Linked DNA regions of Mus musculus: region 2 is linked to region 1. Evidence: chromatin contacts called from public Hi-C data. All regions are on one chromosome and are shown on one strand. The core of a region is the stretch at or near the end of the contact, and the rest is flanking DNA. Distances in the headings are between cores, read along the strand shown. Region 1 has its middle 6.2 kb from the start of Snx16. Region 2 has its middle 330 kb from the start of Gm33551.

The links. A called contact is a pair of places that touch in the nucleus more often than the background predicts.
Region 2: a contact with region 1 is called in a Hi-C map of adipose-derived mesenchymal stem cells, with 4 times the contacts expected there. The contact joins two enhancer-like sites. A contact is called at or near these places in 2 of 39 promoter capture datasets (frontonasal cranial neural crest and stem cell-derived epiblast-like cells) and 1 of 484 Hi-C or Micro-C datasets (adipose-derived mesenchymal stem cells).

What each region holds. Positions count from the first base shown.
Region 1 is chr3:10,443,330-10,449,268 of GRCm38.p6, forward strand. No RefSeq gene overlaps it. Among named protein-coding and RNA genes, the nearest start is that of Snx16, 6.2 kb to the left of the region's middle. Within about 2 kb of position 3,497, at least 65 of the 459 cell types and tissues checked have an H3K27ac peak or open chromatin away from gene starts, as enhancers often do. A contact at or near this core is called in adipose-derived mesenchymal stem cells, where this site is marked.
Region 2 is chr3:11,171,096-11,177,034 of GRCm38.p6, forward strand. No RefSeq gene overlaps it. Among named protein-coding and RNA genes, the nearest start is that of Gm33551, 330 kb to the left of the region's middle. Within about 2 kb of position 3,111, at least 25 of the 459 cell types and tissues checked have an H3K27ac peak or open chromatin away from gene starts, as enhancers often do. A contact at or near this core is called in adipose-derived mesenchymal stem cells, where this site is marked.

The DNA of each region.
Region 1 (5,939 bases), core at 2,247-4,746:
TATCTGCCCACATCTCCTAACACCAAATAAGCTATCCCATAATTTCAGGTTTTTTTTTTTTTAATAGCTGGACCGGTATACACACTTTTATTTCCAAGATCATTTTAGTTTCTGGTTCTAATTTGCAAAATGAAATACTTTTCAGAGACTATAAGTTTCTTCATGATGCTTATATTGCTCACAGTTAGCTAAATCAATCAATTGGCTACTCCTGGGGACTTGCCATAGAAAAATGTGTCTGAAAGTCCAACTGTAGCAATCATTTGCCGCTCTGATCTCTCACATTTTTTTCTCTTTATATGATTTGACAGTGCTTTTGCCTGTGATTTTCTGTCCCCCTACATCGGTGCCCACATTCCTTTTGACAACCTCCTGGGTGGGTTGTCAATTCCTGTCCTATCAGATGCGATTATCACTGCATCTGCCTTTCTGGACCAGAATGGAAACACCTTGAGGTCAATAAAGGTGGGGTTTTCTTCTCCATTGATCAACAGAACTTCTGGCTAAGTTTGGTAGGGCCAAGTTGAGCAAATAAATGAATGAAAATGAGTGAATTAAATTTTAATGTTTTCTTTTTTTCTTTCTGGTTAGTGATTCCAACGCCCACACCTCTTCAGTGGAATTTTGTTTTGCAGAAACATACGGAAGCCATAAGAACAACAGCAGGAGTGACTGTGGGTGAGGAGAGCGAATGCCATTCATTCCTGGGAGTAATCTGTAAGCCCCTGGATGGGCCAGGAGACTCGCAAGTTCTGACTTGGAATCGATGTTACTTGGAGTCAGAACTGATATCAAAATGATCACCATAACGTAGTTAGCAGCACTAAGGTCCATGAAAAGCCTCAGGAGAGCAAAAATAAAGGGGAACCCAAGAAGCCAAACATAAGAAAGCCGATGAGTCAGACTCTATAGTACTTTTTAGGCTTTGTCTTAAGTTGGTTTGAGAAATGCTTCTGACATAGGATTAAGTAACGAAACCTCTAAGTTCCTCAGAATGTCAGCATTTTTAACATCTTAGTTTGTAAGACAATCTTCCCAAACAGGGATTAAAAATATCCTGCCAGGTGAGAAGCCAAGACTTGGAAGGGAGGGCAGCATGGCTGTCAACACTGAGACTTGCTCATCTGAGAGGAGTCACCGTCCTGTCTGCAGGGAGGCTTTTGTTAGGTTCCCCTTCACTTTTCCAACTACAATGTGGGGCAGCACTCATCCTCCACACAATTATTCCGAGAGCTGAAATGATTATGCTTTTAGAGGGCTTAATACTGACAAAAGGAACTATAGCTCCTCCTGCCATTTCTGGAGTCTCAAAGCTGTTCGGTTTAAAATGTGTGAACAGTAGCTGTAATAACGTACTTACATACATGTTAAAAGAACAGATACTGGAAACCTCTACAGAGAACTGCTGTATTGGCTTCATGGACAATAGTGAGTGTTTTTGTTTTTTCTCTATTGACTTCTAGTTGACTTCTTTCTCCCCTCTCTCTCTCTCTCTGCTTTACTGAGATATACTTGACAAACTATATAATTTAAAGTATGTCATGTGATGATTTGATATGTATGTGTTAGGAATTGATTTCCTCAATACAGCTAGTGAGCACATTGCATTAATTTCCTTAATTATCATGATAATTTCTTAGACAGCATTGTTACTGGAGATGGTACTTTACAGACCCCTGTGTGAGTGAGGGTGTATACGTGTGTGTGTGTGTGTGTGTGTGTGTGTGGAGAGAGAGAGAGAGAGAGAGAGAGAGAGAGAGAGAGAGAGAGTCGGTCTCCCAGGCTGTCCTCAAACTTCAAATCTTTCTGCCGTAATCTCCCAAGGGCCAGGTTATAGGCATTTGTCACCATGTCTGAATTTTCATTTGAGCATATAAAATGGTGCCAGCTCTGTGAGGAACCACATTTTAATATATTTGTTGAGTGCTTGCCATATGTAGCAGTCGTTGCTCTAAGCCCAGATATGCTCTTGGAAATTGTATTCTGGTAGATACATGTTCAGGGATAGTCAATAGATACAACAAATAAGTTTTAAGAATTTATCTAGACCTGTATTCTTTGAAGATAATAAAACACAGTGTAGTGGCTATTCCTGGTTGTCAACTTGACTATATTTGGAATGAACTACAATCCAGAATTGGAAGGCTCACCAGTGACCCTTATCTGGAGGATGGGAGATAGAAGTTTCTGATCTGGATCTTGGTATGGAGATCTTGAGGCATAGTGGCTAAGGTTTCAAGAAGCTTAAATCTCCAAATTCAAGGTCATCTGGGATTAAAGGTGTGGTGGAACACACCTTTAATATGGGCTTCACCTTTCATCTGGGATTAAAGGTGTGGTGGAACACACCTTTAATCTCGGCTAAACCTTCTGCTGGAGACAATATAAGGACATTGGAAGAAGGGAGTCTTGCTCTTGCTCCTTCGCCTGCTTGCTGTGTGAGACTGAGTAACTGCTAGATCCTTGGACTTCCATTCATAGCTACTACTGAACCATTGTTGGGAATTGGACTGCAGACTGTAAGTCATCAATAAATTCCTTTACTATATAGAGACTATCCATAAGTTCTGTGACTCTAGAGAACCCTAACTAATACACATAGTAATATAGTAATTATGGTGGAGGTAGTGAAAGAGTTCTCTATTGAAGTTTCAACTCAAACCTTTCTGAAACAAAACAAAACAAAACAAACAAACAAACAAACAAACAAAAAACAAAGGTCCTGAACTGCTTAGATTTTAACTCTATAAGAAAACAACCTGCAAAAATCTGCAGGTCAAGCCTCCAGGAAAGCAGTCACGTGTTTCCTAGGAGGAGAAAAGAAGCAAAGCTAATTAGCAAAGCCTCTATTTTCCTTCTGAGTTCCATTTCCATTTCCTGAAGATGACAGGTGTTTCCCTAATCACAATTGTGGTCTGCATGCCTCCTGAGACCTGGGGTCTTTAACTTTAATACCTGCTGTTCCTAAATCCTCAGTGCTTGTTAAGGAATCCTCATTGCCTTTGAGGTTTCCCTTCTGGAGTCTTTCCCCGCATGCATCCCTGGGGTGCATTCCATGCTCCCAGGCACCTGCTCTGGCTATTGCTCCTGCCACTGTTGTTGGATGAGCTGCGTCACTGCTGCTGCCTGAGTCACGTTTGCCTTGACAGCTCTACAGTAAGCAGTCTTTGCCCTAACTGAAATTAGAAATGCAGTTGTCTCTTGACTTCAACCCCGATGAAGCTGCAAACTGGAGCGCTGCCAACTGAACTGCCCGACCCCACTGATGAGGAGGATCCGTAGAGCAGTGGGCGGTGGGGGATTATGCAGAAGCTTCCTTCTCTTCAGCTGGAGTCCTGAAGCATTACAGAATAGTGAGCCAAGCCTTTCAGTTTTGTTCTCAGGGGAGCTGCGTGTGGGTGGCTCATGTGAAAAGGTCTTGTAATAACCTCTATGTGGGCCTTACTGGGAGCCACTCTCTGAGTCTCTTTGTGTCTAGGGCATTGCTGGCCTATGACTCACAAGAGGTCTCAGCCCACAGGCCAAACATCCCCAAGGCCTTGTACTCCCTCTTAGGCAAGCACTTTGGGTTAGATGAGCCGTTGAGGATGCTTGCTTACTAAGTACCTGGGGTACAGGGACTCATGCTTTTGAGGTTTCTCTTAAAGGTTGCTACTGGCTATATTGTCCCAAGCTTTCTAGAGCTTATATGAGCTAGTTAGTATCTTTACAAAAAAATATCATTTTTTTCTTAAATTGGACAGAGCTTGTCTCATCGTGATATGAAGAAACAAGTCAGGAGGAAGACCAAGAGGAGAGCCCAATGCTCAGAGGCACACAGAGAAGGAATACAGATTGTGATTGTTGTCTAGAGTAATTTTGAAATGGAGCCAGAACCAGGGTGACAGCAGGAAGCAGGGCAAGTGTTTCTAGTGGCACCATTGAGCCTCAAGTCTACTCTGCTGCTGAAGCTGAAATTGCCTGAGGTAAAACATTTCCTAGTGATGAGCAAGTTTAATGCTGGCTTTTCTGTTCTTATTAGTTTTACAATAATTAATGCAATCTAGAACACCTAACAAAACGTTGAAGCAGAACTTCAAATGTTGCAAGGATCTTATTTTCAATCATCCAACAAATATTTATTGAATGCCAATGTTTTAATGACTTTATCATTACAATAAAACTAATAAAAGTATTATCTATGCAGCTGCATGGGCACACTTGTTTATAGACCTATGCAGATAGAAATACCTACAGATTGGTATGGAGGTATCTATCTATATCTATATCTATATGGATCTATCTATCTATCTATCTATCTATCTATCTATCTATCTATCTATCTATCTATCATCTATCTACCTATCTATAGATATTGGTATAACCCCAACTATAAAAATAGGTATAGGCATGGATCCAGACATAAGGATATGGAACTCAGCCAGGAAGATGTCTCAGTGGGTAAAAGCACTTGCTGAGAAGCCTGGCAACTTGAATTCCATCCTGGGACCAACAGGGTAGGAGAGATCTTCCAAACACATGCTGTGGTACTTATCTCACACACACACACACACACACACACACACACACACACACACACACACACCATATTTAAAAAACAACATAAGGAAGAGAAAGTTTATTCTAGCTCACAGTTCCAGAGTACAGCCCTTTGTGGTGGGGGAAGTCAAAGCAGTGGGAGCTTGAAGCAACTCATTACACTCCCCAAGCACAGAGGGACGGATGCCTCTTCCGAGCTTCCTTTCTATACATATACAGTGCAGGATCAGCCAGAGGAATGGTGCTGCCAACAGTGGGCAGGTAGCTGCACATCTGCTGTATACGTAAAGGGAGGCCTGGGTCAAACCTGTGTATGTTTTTTGGTTGGTGGTACAGTCTCTGAGAGCCCCAAGGGACCAGGTCCAAGTTAGTTGGTTCTTTTCTTTTCCTTCTTTTCTTTCTTTTCTCCTCTCTCTCTCTCTCTCTCTCTCTCTCTCTCTCTCTCTCTCTCTTTCTTTCTTAGCATGTGGAGGTCAAAGTACAACTTGTGTGAGCTGATTTTTCTTCTTTCTACCACGTGGAAAGAAAACTTGGCAGCAAGTATCTTTATCTGCTGAGCCATCTAAATGGCCTCCAGTGACCCCTAAAATCCTTATTTGATTGGTGCTAACTCAGAGGACTGCCCTAATCACCATTTCCACTTGGGTTCTATATGAGCTCTTTGAAGACACAGAGGGAGACCCTTAGGCTATTTCTTTCCCACTACAACTGACAGTTTAACCAACATCTTTTCACTTCCTGCCGAGGATGGCCACTTACTCAGCCTGATATTGCTTTGCCTGTGTTCCCCTCAGGTCATTTCACATGCTTATCCCAAGTTCTGAAGCTGATAGTATTGGGCAAATATTAAATTATTGCTGAAATAAGTAAGAAAATTTATGGACTCAATTAGCCAAAAATACATCATAGAAGAGGTTTTAGGAATGGGTGAGTTTAAGCCTTAATAGTTCTATTGCACATGTGACGTTCATCTGATTGACCATGGGGATGGAAGATGGCTCCTGGGACTATCCCAGTGTTTGCATCTCTCTGTATATTCTAGTATCATAGTGAAATTCTAAGTGGCATCCAGCTCAAGGGGAGGTCCCAAGACCTGACACTTACTGAGGCTATGAAGTGCTGACAAAAAAGGACCTATCATGACTGTCCTCCAGAAGACCCAACAAGCAGCTGAAAGAGTCAGATGCAGATATTTGCACCCAACCAATGGACAGAAGCATCTGACCCCTGTAGTTGAATTAGGGAAGGCTGAAAGAAGCTGAGGAGAAGGGCCATCCTGTAGGAGAACCAGCAGTTTCAATTAATCTGGACCCCCAAGATCTCTTAAACACTGGACCACCAAACAGGCAGCATGCACCAGCAGATAGGAGGCCCCCAACACACATAGAGTAGAGTCTGTG
Region 2 (5,939 bases), core at 1,861-4,360, 730 kb after region 1:
TACTTTAAAAAAAAATAAAGGAGACACAAGTATGGTTACAATTACCAAATAAGTATTCCCTTTCGTAATTTATCTAAAGACTTAATATTAAACTCATACACAGAAGAACTTATTATGTAAGAGAACTGAAGAGATGGCTGACTCAGTTTCTCACTAGAAGTCAGTGTGCTGATAGCAGTAATCAACATTGATAGGAGAAAGACTGAAATCAGATCCATTAAAAGTGATTCATGAACCTAGATGTTTAGCAGAATACATTTCATGGTTTTTCTTTAGAGGTGACTTTGAGGGTGAATTATTCTAAAACAAATTTCAGGTTGAAAGTCCAGAGGATATTTACATAAGGTAAAATGTAAAGGCTTGCCCAAAGCAAGTGTGCAATGGGATTGACCATTAGATTAGGATTATTCTCGATGATCGTTGGGACGAATTCATGGGTGATACAGGACTTGAGGACTGGATATAGTCACCAACAAATTGATACCAAAGAAGGCAACCATGCTTAATTGTATTCCAGAGAACCTTGTCAGTGACCTTAAGAAATACTTGAATATACAGCTTTAAATTGCCTAAGTAATAGATTGGCCAGGAGATAACAAGCATTTCAGTTGTGAAGTAAAGATAAAAATGAATAATGAGTTAAATGCTAATGAGATCAAATTTAAATTTATGACAACCTTGGATGTCCTTCTATTGGGTTTAAAAGTAGATAGAGACCTGCAGAATAACTAACTGTGTGTTCATCAGTAGGGATGACACCGCAACATCCCTTTCATCACATCAACTCATAAGCATCAATGCTAGAAACAAGATGTCAGCAATCCTGCGGAATCCTGTCACACTACATACCTATGGTCTGTTTGAAATTGGAGGAAGTCTTTATTTGGAAATTTATTTCTGAAAGGAAAGATGAATTGTTGAAAATGAGAAAAAAGACTCCCAAGGATGGTTAAAATTGCCACTGTCTCATGCATGAAAGCAGCAAGCAATAGAACAATGTATGTTGCTGTACGCTGTATCTTTAGTAATATGTTTATATTCATTGGATTGTCCTTCAGGGATTGGAGCCTTTGTTTACATGCATGCCTCCCTCCTCAGTTTCCTCTTTGGTCACAATATTCAGTTAAAAATGAAGAATGGAATAGTGTATTGTACACTTCTAGGATAGGCTACTATTTATCATTAGGGCTTTTACAGATGTTCAATTCCAAGTATGTAATTAGTTAGGAAAGAAATGTGGAGTTTAATATCATATAAATTATATTCTTTCCTCTTGTTCTCTGTATTATTGCATGTTTACTTAAAGTTCGGGTTTGTTTTGCATATTAATAATTAACGTAAGAAAATGTATGTCTTATGAAATTTAGGGGCTAACTAATTCTGATGAGTTATGATTTAGGAAATGGATTGGAGAACCTTAAAGTTAATGAAAGTTGTTTAGTTTGTCATCAGGCTAAAATATTAACATATGGGAAAATATTCATAAATAATTTTGTGAGCTCTACAATTACAGGAAAAAACATTAGAGAAACATTACTGCTATAATTTGAACAAGAGACAATGAGGCTCAGAAATATAATTAAAGTGAAGAAAATAGTATTGGAATAAAAATAGAAAGGGGAAATTTTTTTAAGTTGCATTATTTGAACACAGAGTTCAGAAAAGAAGCCTGTGCTGACTAGGAATATACTATGTAGCCAAGGCTAGCCAGAAACTCTACATTCTCATATTTTCACATCTCAAGTGCTGTAGGCACTGTACCTAGCTAGAAAAATATCTTTTAAAGTGATGAGTAGGTACACTACCCTAATCACTCAGCTTCACTTTTAATTCTTACAATATCTGAGGTCATCCAGGCTCCACAAATATTTGATGAAAAAGTCTGCATTTTGAGAGGCCATATTCACAGAACTTACATTACAACTTAGTAAACGTGGCTTTTCTTTATGGATGTTCTTATTAATCTCTTACTATACATAGTTTATGAATGAAGCTTTGCCACAAGATAGTGTACAAAGGAACACAGAATGGTAGCCACTCTCTAATAACAAAAATTCAAGCATTCACTGTTAGGTATAAAATAGAATTCTATACAGATATGCTACTAATCTGAAATAAAAATAATTATCTTTAGTCAAACAATATTGAGATTCAATATTAATTATTGATTCTTTGATTTAAGGTCACACATTAAATCCATATTAATGGTTCTTGGAGGACAAAATTCAAGCACAATAATCACTTGATTACAATACTGACACTCATAAAAATATTGCCTAGATTTGACTTTTCCCTTAAAGTGATAATGTGTGCTCATTCACACTCCTCAAATATATAAACAACTGAACAGGGGACATGTACATATTCGTTCTCCTATATGCCTGCTGAGGAATATGGTGACAAAAATATATGCTCATAAAAAGAGAGGAAGAAAACATCGAATAAACAGACATTAAATAAGAATAAATTCTAAAAGGATGAATTATTTATTGGATACAGTGATTTAACAGAGATGTTTAAGTTTGACTTCCTGTAAGCCTCTGTCAAGCAAATATGCCATATACAGCTTTGTGCTTTAGTTCTGTCCTGGCCAGCAATCCTAACATAGTGCTGATGGTAATAATAATGATAATTTCATGTATTCCTTCATATACATATCTTCATATTAGTACTGGTTATTCTCTAGGATTTATACATATTAACTAATGACTAAGCATATCTATTATATGTGTCATTACTTAGATTATCCTGTCCATATTTATCAAATTTATCATATGTATACATATATGTTTGTATGATTTTAAGTCCACAACAACACAACTGAAGGAGAAATGAAAACTTAGCTGCAAATTTTGCTTGTATGGTGAAGTGGAAGTTTCTGTCATGTGATGCAGCCTCATGTATTTTGCTGATACAGACTCATGTAGGGTTTTGCTAAGACAGGATCCATGTGAGGACATGTAATGTTTAAGGAGAGTATAAATAGGACCCAATGGACAGTTAAGGTGTGCTTGCACAGCTAGCCTTGCAACTCTTCCTCAGCTGAGGACTTCTCCAAGTATCTGAGCTGGTCTTGGTCTCTCCTGCTGACTCATCGTGGAGGCCTGGCACTTTCTGATAGATTGTGACTCAGCTGCTGATTCATGTTGGTATCCTGACATTACTTTACTGGACTGCTCATATCCTGACAAACAGAGATATGAATGGACCCAAAGAGCTACTTCTAAACAGTTCCACGTCCCCTTGTCCTCTTTACCATCTTTTCTCCCCTACATTTGGACAGTGGGCTAGAAAGGAGGTCCAAGCATTTCAGAATCCTTATTAAAAGTAGGTTTTAGAGGTAGATGCTTGCAGCCAACCATTGGACTGAGCATGGGGTCCCAATAGAGGAGTTAGATAAAAGACTGAAGGAGTTGCAGTGGTTTGAAATGCCATAGGAAGAACAATATCAATCAGCCAGAGCCCCCAGTGATCACAGGGACTAAGCCAAGGTGGAGGACTTGACTTTCATCTCTAGCTTTTGCCTGCAAGTAAAGAGGAATGACTACATACATGCACTGATGATGATGAGTCTGTGTTTTTTACAACTGTTTATGTCAATAAATCCTCATTTGGGATCATAAGAAAATACAGAAAGAAAGGAAGAAAAAAAGAAGAGAGGAGGTCAGAAAGAAAATAAAGTGAGCAAGCTATGAGGAGCAAACCATCAAGCAGCACTCTCCATGGACTCTGCAGCAGCACCTATCTCCACAACCCTGCCATGCTTGAGTTCTTGTCCTGATTTCCTTCAATAATAATCAGTGATGTGGAAGTGTAAGCCAAATAAGCCCTTTGCTCCTGGAGTTGCTTTTGGTTCTGGCCCTTCATCACAGCAAAGTATCCCTAACTAGGACAGTGCTCATTTAGAAATCAGGATACAACCTGCGAGAGTCAGTTTTCTACTATAATCAAGTGAGTTCAGGTGCTCAAACTGAAGTCATCAAGCTTGGTAACTAGGCAAGGTCTTGATCCCCCAGCTACCCCAGTCACTGCAGTCTTTATCCCCAGCTACCCCAGTCACTGCAATCTTTATCCCCAGCTACCCCAGTCACTGCAGTCTTTATCCCCCAGCTACCCCAGTCACTGCAGTCTTTATCCCCCAGCTACCCCAGTCACTGCAGTCTTTATCCCCAGCTACCCCAGTCACTGCAGTCTTTATCCCCAGCTACCTCAGTCACTGCAGTCTTTATCCCCCAGCTACCCCAGTCACTGCAGTCTTGATCCCCAGCTACCCCAGTCACTGCAGTCTTTATCCCCAGCTACCCCAGTCACTGCAATCTTTATCCCCAGCTACCCCAGTCACTGCAATCTTGATCCCCAGCTACCCCAGTCACTGCAGTCTTGATCCCCAGCTACCCCAGTCACTGCAGTCTTTATCCCCCAGCTACCTCAGTCACTGCAGTCTTTATCCCCAGCTACTCCAGTCACTGCAGTCTTGATCCCCAGCTACCCCAGTCACTGCAGTCTTGATCCCCAGCTACCCCAGTCACTGCAGTCTTTATCCCCCAGCTACCTCAGTCACTGCAGTCTTTATCCCCAGCTACCCCAGTCACTGCAGTCTTGATCCCCAGCTACCCCAGTCACTGCAGTCTTGATCCCCAGCTACCCCAGTCACTGCAGTCTTTATCCCCCAGCTACCTCAGTCACTGCAGTCTTGATCCCCAGCTACCCCAGTCACCACAGAATAGTTAGAATTTATTTTTAAAATTTGTTTTTATAGATATATTTATTTTATATTTGTGGGTGAATACATTGTAGCTGTCTTCAGACATATCAGAAGAGGGCATCAGATCCCATTACAGATGGTTGTGAGCCACCATGTGTTTGCTAGGAATTGAGGTCAGGACCTCTGGAAGAGCACTGAGGACTCTTAACTGCTGAGCCATCTCTCCAAATAGTTAGATCTCCTCCCTACCCCCAGTGGACTGAAGTTTGATTGTGCTGTTTTGTTGTTTTGTTTTGTTTTTCTTAAACTAATAAAACCAATTTTAAAATATACAACTCAGTATTGACATTTTTAAGTCATCAAAATAATTCATATTAGTTAAATACCTCTTAAATATACACAATATATTCTGATGCTAAAAGTAATACACACTCAACCAGTATTTAAAAAAAAAACTATTTTGGAACATTAAACATGATAGAAGTAGAAAAAAAATCTCTTACGAAGTTCTCTATGAAAAGAAATTATGAAAAGTTCCTGATGAGACAGAAAGCATTCCATCTCCAAGGGAGAATACTCAGCATAACTGTGGCTTCACACACTGAATTGGATAGTGTTCCTCTGTTTCTATTTTATGGAATAGTTTGAAGAATTTTGGTATTAGGTCTTCTTTGACCGTCTGATAGAACTCTGCACTAAAACCATCTGGTCCTGCGCTTTTATTTTTTAATTTAATTTAATTTTTTATTTTATTTTATTTTATTTTATTTTATTTTTTTGTTGTTAGGAGAACTTAATGACTGCTTCCTTTTCTTTAGAAGATATGGGATTGTTTAGATGGTTTATTTGATCCTGATTTAACTTTGGGATTTGGTATCTGTCTAGAAAATTGTCCATTTCATCTAGATTTTCCAGTTTTGTTAAATATAGGCTTTTGTAGTAGGATTTGATGACTATTTTTAATTTCCTCAGTTTCTGTTGTTATATCTCCCTTTTCATTTCTGATTTTGTTAATTTGGATACTGTCTCTTTGCCCTCTGGTTAGTCTGGTTTATTTATCTTGATTTTCTCAATGAACCAGCTCCTAGTTTTGTTGATACTTTGTACAGTTCCTTTGTTTCCACTTGGTTGATTTCAACCCTGAGTTTGATTATTTCCTGCCTTCTTCTCCTCTTGAGTGTATTTGCTTCTTTTTGTTCTAGAACTTTCAGATGTGCTGTCAAGTTGTTAGTGT